Linked DNA regions of Mus musculus: all the other regions are linked to region 1. The links are chromatin contacts, called in public HiChIP or PLAC-seq and promoter capture Hi-C maps. All regions are on one chromosome and are shown on one strand. The core of a region is the stretch at or near the end of the contact, and the rest is flanking DNA. Distances in the headings are between cores, read along the strand shown.

Region 1 (2,595 bases), core at 46-2,545:
TTTTTTGCCTGGCCTTGTTTTTTGTTTTTCGTTTTTTAAATTTTGTTTGAGACAGGGTTTCTCTGAGTAGCCAGGGCTACAGAACTAGCTATATAGACACGGCTGGCCTTGAACTCAAATCCTCCTGCCTCTGCCTCTGCCTCTGCATCTTCGGTGCTGGGATCAAACTCATTTGCCACCAAGGCCCGCTTCAGGTTCGGTTTTGGTAAGGAAGAGAGTCCCCTCTATTCTCGGAAGATTGTTAGAATAAACCGGCAAAAATTAAATCTGAGAAAAGCTGCACATATTTACTATGCATAGAAGGGGAAAACCACAGAAGATTACCATTCGTTTAATAACTTTCGCCCCAAGCCCCACCCCGAGGACTCAGTGGTGACCTTGAACTTCCCACCACCCAGCCTGGTTTACGGCAGTGCTGGAGATGGAACACAGCCAGGGCTTCCGGAGCAAACCTGGCAAGAGCGCTGCAGTCCGGGCCCTGCAGACCCTTCCCTATAAGGGGAAGGTCGTCTTCAGCCTCCTTTTGGTAAACAAAGACTGACACTGGCACGAACTCAGGGGACGGGCCTTAGCGACCCTTAGCGCGGTGTGGCCTACTCGGGTGTGGCTGCGAGCAGCCTGAAGGCAGTTGTGTTCTTCACGCGATCCGGTTTACGGCGGAAGGGATTCTGTCACCTTTCCTCTCCTCAAGAGTGGTAGTGGTGACAGGAAATGTAGCCAGGCCCTTCTCATTACCTCCGGCTCAACTCTCTCTGCATTCTGCCCCCCCCCCCCCCGCCATGTCTGGGGTGTGGCTCTGAGCCTCTGCGGGTGTACAGGCTAAAGCTGCAGTATGCACGCTCCGGGCACTTATGTAACCTGTGCTTTCCACACGTGGGCAGCCACACTTCTGGAGACTGAGGCTCTTAGCTATTTTTAACTGCCTCCCTCCTCTGCACTCGGTGACTCCATCCCAAGCCGGTCGCCGCCGGTTTGCAGGATCTCACCGTCTCTGTGCAGCCGCCCGCGGGGCAAAGGGACAGGCGAGGGGTGACAGGAGCCCGACCTGCCCACCACGCCCCGCTGAGACCCCGGAAGCCTGCCCAGGACCCCCGGGCAGAGGAGTGTCACCCTCGCAGCCCCTAGCAACCGCCAGTCGTCCGGGCCGCCGGGCCCTTTTACGACGGCAGCCCCGCGGCGCGCACCGCCCCGAGGGCAGGCGGGGGGTGTGTCGACCGCGGCAGCCAATCCCGGACGCGCTCTGCGGTCTAGCGCGTTCTCATTGGTGGAGCGCCGAGCGGTCGTAAGGCTTCTCCGAGTGTCGTGAGGCGGGCGCTGGGGTGAGAGCGCCGAGGGCCTCAGCCGAGTCCACAGCGGTGTCATCTGTCTAGGTAGCGGCTTCACCGCCAACGGCACGGCCATGGCTGGAGCGCTGGTGCGCAAAGCGGCGGACTATGTCCGGAGCAAGGACTTCCGGGACTATCTCATGAGGTGAGCGTCATGGTAGGCCGTGGGGGAGCCGCCCGCTGCGGGAAAACCCTGCGGCGCCGTGCCAAGGTAGGAGAGCGGCGCACGGGTGGAACGCGCTCCTACCGGTGCCCGAGGGGACGGCGCTCCCGAGGGTACAGCAAGTGACCGAGGGGATGGCGCTCCTACCTGTGACTAGGAGGGCAGAAGGGACAGCGCTCACACCCGTGCCTGAAGGGACAGCAGGACTCAGGGGACGTAGCTCCCACCCGTGACCTAAGGGACCGCAGGTTACTGAGGGTACAGCGCTCTTGGTTAAGGCGACCTAGGGAATGGCAGGTGACAGGGAACAGCTCCAGCCCCGCGAACTGAAAGACATGGTGTGACTGGGGACCCCGCCCCAACCTGTGCCGGAGGGGACGCCTCTCCCACCCATGCCCGAGGGGACAGCGCTCCCACCCGTGACTGAGAGGACGACAAGTGACCGAGCGGACAGCGCTCCCGGGCAGGACGACCCAGGGAATGGCTGGTGACAGGGAACAGAGCTCCAGTCCTTGACTGAAAGACGCGGTGTGACTGCAGGGACGCCGCTCCGGCTCGTGACCGACCGGACGAACACCGCTCCTGGGCAGGCAGTCAGGATGCCCTTGCGTGGGTTGACGTGGGGACACTGGGTGCTACCATCCCCCTCCTCGTCTCCCGGCCCGGGACTTGGCGGGAGCGGTGCTGGAATGTGCCGGGATCCGGGTAATGGGAGCTAGAATTTGCAGCACAGAGGGCGGGGTTTTTTTTTTTTTTTGGTTTTTTGTTTGTTTTTTTGTTTGTTTGTTTTCCATTTGACGGTGCTTGGGGGAGGGGGACCGGACAATCATGTGTCGCAGCCACGCAGTGCGTCTGAGAAGAGGCATTTACTTGCAAGGTGTGTGTCCCGAGGGCTTGACATTGAGAGGTTGAAGAAGCACTTTCCAGAATTCATTTTCAGTTATAATTTCCTGGTGCCTGATTCTATTTTAAGGATCTCACAAAATTTAGAAACCGATTACAATATTTCCAAGCATAGTTTTATTTTCTTGTGATTTTAAAGTTAGATAAGTGGAGGGCTGCTTTTTAATTTTCTTCTCAGTGGTCAATACCGAGCCTGCCAGTGGT
Region 2 (2,595 bases), core at 47-2,546, 410 kb before region 1:
GATATCCCTGACCCTGCATCACTGGTGTGAGTGCTGGGGTACCATTGATCAACGTGTTTATTCTGGTTTAGGCTAACTCCCTTCCAGCAGGGCAAGGGGTAAGGAGGAGAGAGCGTCACACATGTTACATGGATGATCTGAGAGGTGCTTACTGAGTTACCTGGGTACTTTTGGCACCGTGTGGATGTAGCCCCAAAAGGAATCACCAAACATAAGGGAAAAAAAAAATCACAAAAGCAGCAAGCAGTTATTTACAATCTTCTCGATGGATAGCCCTAAAGATGAGATTGTTAAAGTGCTCACCTGCCCCAAGCAGGACAGACATTTGTCCCAGCATCTGAGCATTCAGCACTCGCAGGTCAGATGCTGCCCACAACAACGGAGCTCAATAGTCTCGACATTTCCCAGAGCTCACCTTGGGCAGGGATACACCGGCTACTACTGCAACGAGGTCCTGGGCAGTGAGTGGGTCACACAGATGGTGAGAAACTCAGGAACCCCAGAACTGATCTCGATGAAACCAAAGCCTCGGTTCTTACCTAAAGAAAGCCCTTTGCATGGGGGGAGTTAGATGAAATTAAAACGGCATGACTGTGGAGCCAAGAAGAACACAGACGCTACTCCTGGCAGTGGGGCACATCGAGAAGGCCAAAGTGGCTTCAGAAGAACTACACTGCAGCCCTCTTTACCCCGGGATTCTCTCAAGGCCCCATTCCAGGCTACCTTCAACACCAATTCATGTCTACACAGGCAGAGCTGAGAAGTCAGCAACTCTGAAGATACAACAGAGCCCACTGCTGCCTGTAGAGGGCGACCTTGCTCTTTCCCCCACGGAGAACTCACCGCTGGGACAACCTCTTTCCCAGCCTTGGGAGCCCCCAGTCTAGACAGGTTCTGCTTTTGCACAGCTGTTGGGAGCCCTTACAGGAAAGCCACTGCAGTCTGGGACAGAAACAGTCTTCCTTGCTGTCTCTCCTCCTATAGAAATTAAGATCATGCAGTGGAGAAGTCCACACCACCCTCCCCCCCCCCCCATTCCCAGCAGCCTCTGATCCCAGGACATCTGTACAGGGTGGGGGTGAGGGGCATAGACAAGGAAAAACCTGAGGGCACCACCCGATCTCAGTGGCAGAAGTCTCTAGGCGGGGTGCTTCTGGTAACTGAGGCAGGATGGAGGGATAGAGAGATGTTGGGGCACTGATGAGAGGAAAGGAGGGAAGAGGAAGAGAGACTGCAGAGGACAGACTGGTGCATTTAAGGATCTATTTGAATGAAGCCTTATGCAGTGGAGACCTGACTGCGGTCAGAGGGCCTGGGGAATGCAAAGAGGATGTGAAAGATGGGGTCGGATTCTCTGGGACAGCGACAGGAACTTCCTCTCCTCAGCTACCACTTGTACGCCATGTTCCCAAAGCTCCCCAGACAGCAGAGAAATTAGAGCAAAAGTCTGAGTGAGGCTTGGGAGTCAATAAAGTCTCTACGAAGGTGTGTGGGTCTACCTGGGGTCATAAGCACTTATCGTCACTTGGGAACACCCCGCTCTCTTCTGCATCTCACAGGGAACATGGCAAATCCACAGAAGCTCTTTCAGGAGAGGTGAACAGGAGAGATGGTTCAGCAGTTAAGAGCATGCACTATTCTCAAAACGGCTCCAAGTTGGGTTCTCATCCCAGGGGCTCAACCACCTGTATTTCTAGGAGATCTGACGGATACATAATTAAGAAATAAAAATGATTTGGTTTTTTTTTAAAATGGGATTAAGGTTAATTTCAATTTACTAGCAAGGAACCAAATACTTGAATATATAAATGTCATATGTCCCAGGATGTCTAAACCTCAGGCCAGGGACAACTGTAGGTCAACACAAAATCATAAACCTACATAAAATGCCATGAGGAAAGGGGTTTTGTTTGTTTGTTTGGTTTGGTTTTGGTTTTTGGTTTTGTTCTTTTGTTTTGTTTTGGGGTGCTTTTTGTTGTTGTTTTGGGGTTTTTTGCATTTTTTTCAATAACTGAATTGTGCTTTTCTTGAGCTTGAACGTTGTAGATTACAACACAGCCAGAGAAGCCAAAAGGGTGGACCCGGGACATAAGGTGTTCACACTTCAAAGGCTTCAAGGTATCTGTAGATGCTACAGTGCATCACAACTACTGTGAAGACCCCTTCCCTGGGGAGACAGAGACAATATCACCCCTCCCCGTGAGGTCCTAACAACACAGCAAAGAACAGATTCTGCCAGTGTCCACCCTGGTCAGCTAAAAAGTAGGTTGGGGTTCCTCAGAGAGCATGGATGGGAGGAGGATTTACTGTAGCCACATGCAAATTCTTTGACCAGCATGGATGATGGCTTCCCCATAGCTGCCTAGACGGGGCCCCTTTCATTTCTGCAGCCTACAAATCTACAAATTCTGTTGTCTCCCAAGATCAGGATGTCTCTTGCAATTAAAGCAGAATTGCAGACGAGAGGCTTGGAGGAGTGGATAGGCTCCCGTGACTGCCAGCCCCTCTACTCCGGCCCCAGAGAGAATGGGAACAGGCTATAAATGCTGTAATTATGGATTCTTGCAAGCAGGCGCAGCTGATCTGATGCAGCGG
Region 3 (2,595 bases), core at 53-2,552, 340 kb before region 1:
TGCCAAACACAGATATCTGGGATTGTCACCTGAGAGAGACTCTCCACAAAAGATTTTATTATCACAAATATATAAGTGCTACTATAACCAAAGAAGTAAATGAGATTGCCCTGGGAGTCAAATAAAGAGAACCAGACTGTGGGTAGAAACCTACAGAACGTTTAGTAGCTATCACATTATTAATAAACCCCAGTTATGGCTTGGATGGCACAGTTAGCTACCCACTCAGTACCCACTCTTCCCTAGTTAAATAACTCATTTGCTCCCCCTTTCTCCTGGACAACAGGGTACTCAAAGCCCAGATTTTATCTCTGAACTTAAGTGAGAGAACACTTTATTGCTTTAGCTGTTTGGAACTGGTTTCCTGTTCCAAGGGGGCAAAAACATTCTGATAAACTGTTCAACATTTCTACAAACCTATGTCAACTTTTCTTTAGTATTTCTGCAAGTCGTCAACACACACCCTCCTGGATTTCTACATCTCAGACTTATGAACCTCTGATCACACCCACTTGTTAGTGTGTGCGTCTGAATTTTGTCTCTGCTACTCCGTGTGGGTTCTGGTGCAAACTCGGATCGACAAGCTTGCTTTTAGCCTCTAAGAAATGGCCCCATCCACGACATTCAAGAGGTACCTTTTCCCCAGATGCTAACCTCGACATTATATTCACTTCAATGTCACTTTCTCAAAAGATTCCTCAAAATCAGTCAGACTGAAAGTCTTCAGCAGTGTCTGTCTATAGCATTTACCACACACTTTTTAGTATACTTATAGAATGGTGACTGTCTGCTTTAAACGGTAAACTTGCAGGTACAGTTCTAAGTACTGAAGCTTCGATTAACACTTTAAATCCTTACAAACCCTAAGGGATAAATTCTACTTCTGTAGACTGGAAAAACAAAGCATATAAGCACAGAAATTATAACCATTCGCCCACGTGTTGCTGGGCTAGTACACTGCAGAAGAGCGATTAAAGCCAAGGTAGGACTTAGCTGCACTGAAGGTGTTAACTGCAAACCCACATAATCACAAGGGATGCATACACTTTACACATTAAAAAAAAATTAACCTCTTTAAAGTTTTAAAATTAAATCCTAAAACGCGTTGCTCTTGGTCGCCTGCAGGATGAAAGCATAAAGGAAACCTGCTTGATCAACAACCTACCCAGCCCTTTCCAAACGTTACAAGTCCAAAGGATGGCCCAATGAGAGCCCAAGGTGAGTGGAGAAGGCAGGCGTGGCAATCCACGCCAGTTAGCGGAGGAGGAAACGGGAAACAGGAGACAGCCCGCCCCGCCCGCCTGTGCCCCAGCGCGTAACAGAGCGGGGAGCCAGGCTGCCAAGGGCGTGTCACCGCCCGGGGAGCCTGGAGCGCGGCGGCGTGGCAGGAGAAGAAACGACCGGGGGAGGCCCTTGAAAGATCAGGAGCACATGGGCCTGCTGGGATGGCGCTGACAGCAGCCCCCGCGCCGGGCCAAACGGCGTTACCTTCGCCCCAATGGCCGCCACCAACATTTGGGCGGCCCTGCCTGCCAAGAAGCGGCCACTGCACCAGCGCGCCCGACGACCAGCAGGTGGGCGGGGCCGCGAGCCGGAAGTGCCCTTTACTACAGACCCTTCCGGAAACCCAGCTGGCCGGAACTGCCTGGAGTTCCTGCCTCCAGGCGGAACCTCGGGTTGCTCGGCAACCGATGGGGGCGCAACTGTCCCCCTCGCGCTCCGCCCGTTTCTCCGAGAGCGGCGTCCTCTCGGGTCGCAGCATCCCTGCCCTTGGCACTACTTACAAGTCTCCGACTACGACGACTCCTTAGCCCCAACCTGCTTCAGAGCCCACCTTCACCGGAGGGGAAGCAGTTCGACGCTCAACCAGGCTTCGGCGATGACAGACCCTAACCCTCGGACAGCCGAGGCCTCAGGCCTCTACACCTATTCCAGCAGGCCCCGGGCCGTGGCTTGCCAGCGCCGCCGCCACCGAGACAGCATTTTGCAGCCGTGAGTGACCAAAGTAGCTCCTGTCTGGTCTCCGTTTTTGCATCCCTTCTGCTTTCCCGTGTCTACACAGCTATGTGGTTAAACAGAGGCACAGCTGGTCTGAGCCACGACACGTACACGAATGGTTATGGACACCACCAAACACCATACGGGGGCATTCACCTACACATTCTTAGTCCACAGTTCGGCCAAGTTGGTGTCACTCCATCATGCAGATGAGGAAAATGAAGCACAGAGGATAGCATGTACCAACTGAGAAAGCCAGCCACATAAAGCTAGCCTTTCATACCAGACTGGGTGGAATTAGGTTAGCCCTCCATGCAGGACCATAAAACATACAGTTACCCTAGTGAATGTTTGCAAATATTCAGGCCTGTATATGTAATAAAGATTTCAGAGTTCTTTCTATAAGCTTCACGTTTTGGAATAGCAGGGTTTGAGAATGCAAGCTTTCGCTCTACACCTTTTGTTCACCTAGAACCTTGCCTAACACATAGGAAGTGCTCAGTGTAAATTGAAGTGGTGGTTGAACTTGTAACCCTCAGCCAGGCCTGAGACAGACCTGTTATCCCAGAGGCAGAAGCAATAGGATGTCTGATTTTT

The links. HiChIP or PLAC-seq counts read pairs in DNA pulled down with a chosen protein or histone mark. Capture Hi-C pulls out chosen DNA fragments and counts their contacts.
Region 2: an H3K27ac HiChIP or PLAC-seq map of regulatory T cells shows a contact between it and region 1, with 4 times the contacts expected there. The contact joins the enhancer-like site here to the promoter of Mpc1 in region 1. A contact is called at or near these places in 7 of 39 promoter capture datasets (the C10 cell line, the HPC-7 cell line, HPC-7-derived erythroid cells and 5 more), 1 of 15 datasets of contacts at CTCF or cohesin (large pre-B cells), 3 of 484 Hi-C or Micro-C datasets (CD4 T cells, cortical neurons and stem cell-derived neural stem cells), 6 of 115 datasets of contacts at active chromatin or transcription factors (acute myeloid leukemia, effector CD8 T cells, memory CD8 T cells and 3 more) and 2 of 9 other capture datasets (adipose tissue and liver).
Region 3: a contact with region 1 is called in a promoter capture Hi-C map of adipose tissue. The contact joins the promoter of Rsph3a here to the promoter of Mpc1 in region 1. A contact is called at or near these places in 4 of 39 promoter capture datasets (the HPC-7 cell line, hematopoietic stem and progenitor cells, neutrophils and 1 more), 1 of 115 datasets of contacts at active chromatin or transcription factors (bone marrow-derived macrophages) and 2 of 9 other capture datasets (adipose tissue and liver).

The regions. Positions count from the first base shown.
Region 1 is chr17:8,282,492-8,285,086 of GRCm38.p6, forward strand. It overlaps Mpc1 (mitochondrial pyruvate carrier 1), which reads left to right and starts at 1,296. Exons shown (of 5, transcript NM_018819.5): 1 at 1,296-1,470. The coding sequence starts at 1,400.
Region 2 is chr17:7,867,990-7,870,584 of GRCm38.p6, forward strand. The region is part of intron 5 of Gm1604a (predicted gene 1604A); the gene reads right to left. Among named protein-coding and RNA genes, the nearest start is that of AU041480, 32 kb to the left of the region's middle. Within about 2 kb of position 1,297, at least 43 of the 459 cell types and tissues checked have an H3K27ac peak or open chromatin away from gene starts, as enhancers often do. A contact at or near this core is called in acute myeloid leukemia, memory CD8 T cells and regulatory T cells, where this site is marked.
Region 3 is chr17:7,944,312-7,946,906 of GRCm38.p6, forward strand. It overlaps Rsph3a (radial spoke 3A homolog (Chlamydomonas)), which reads left to right and starts at 1,303. Exons shown (of 8, transcript NM_025789.5): 1 at 1,303-1,992. The coding sequence starts at 1,499. The region is part of intron 4 of Gm1604a (predicted gene 1604A); the gene reads right to left.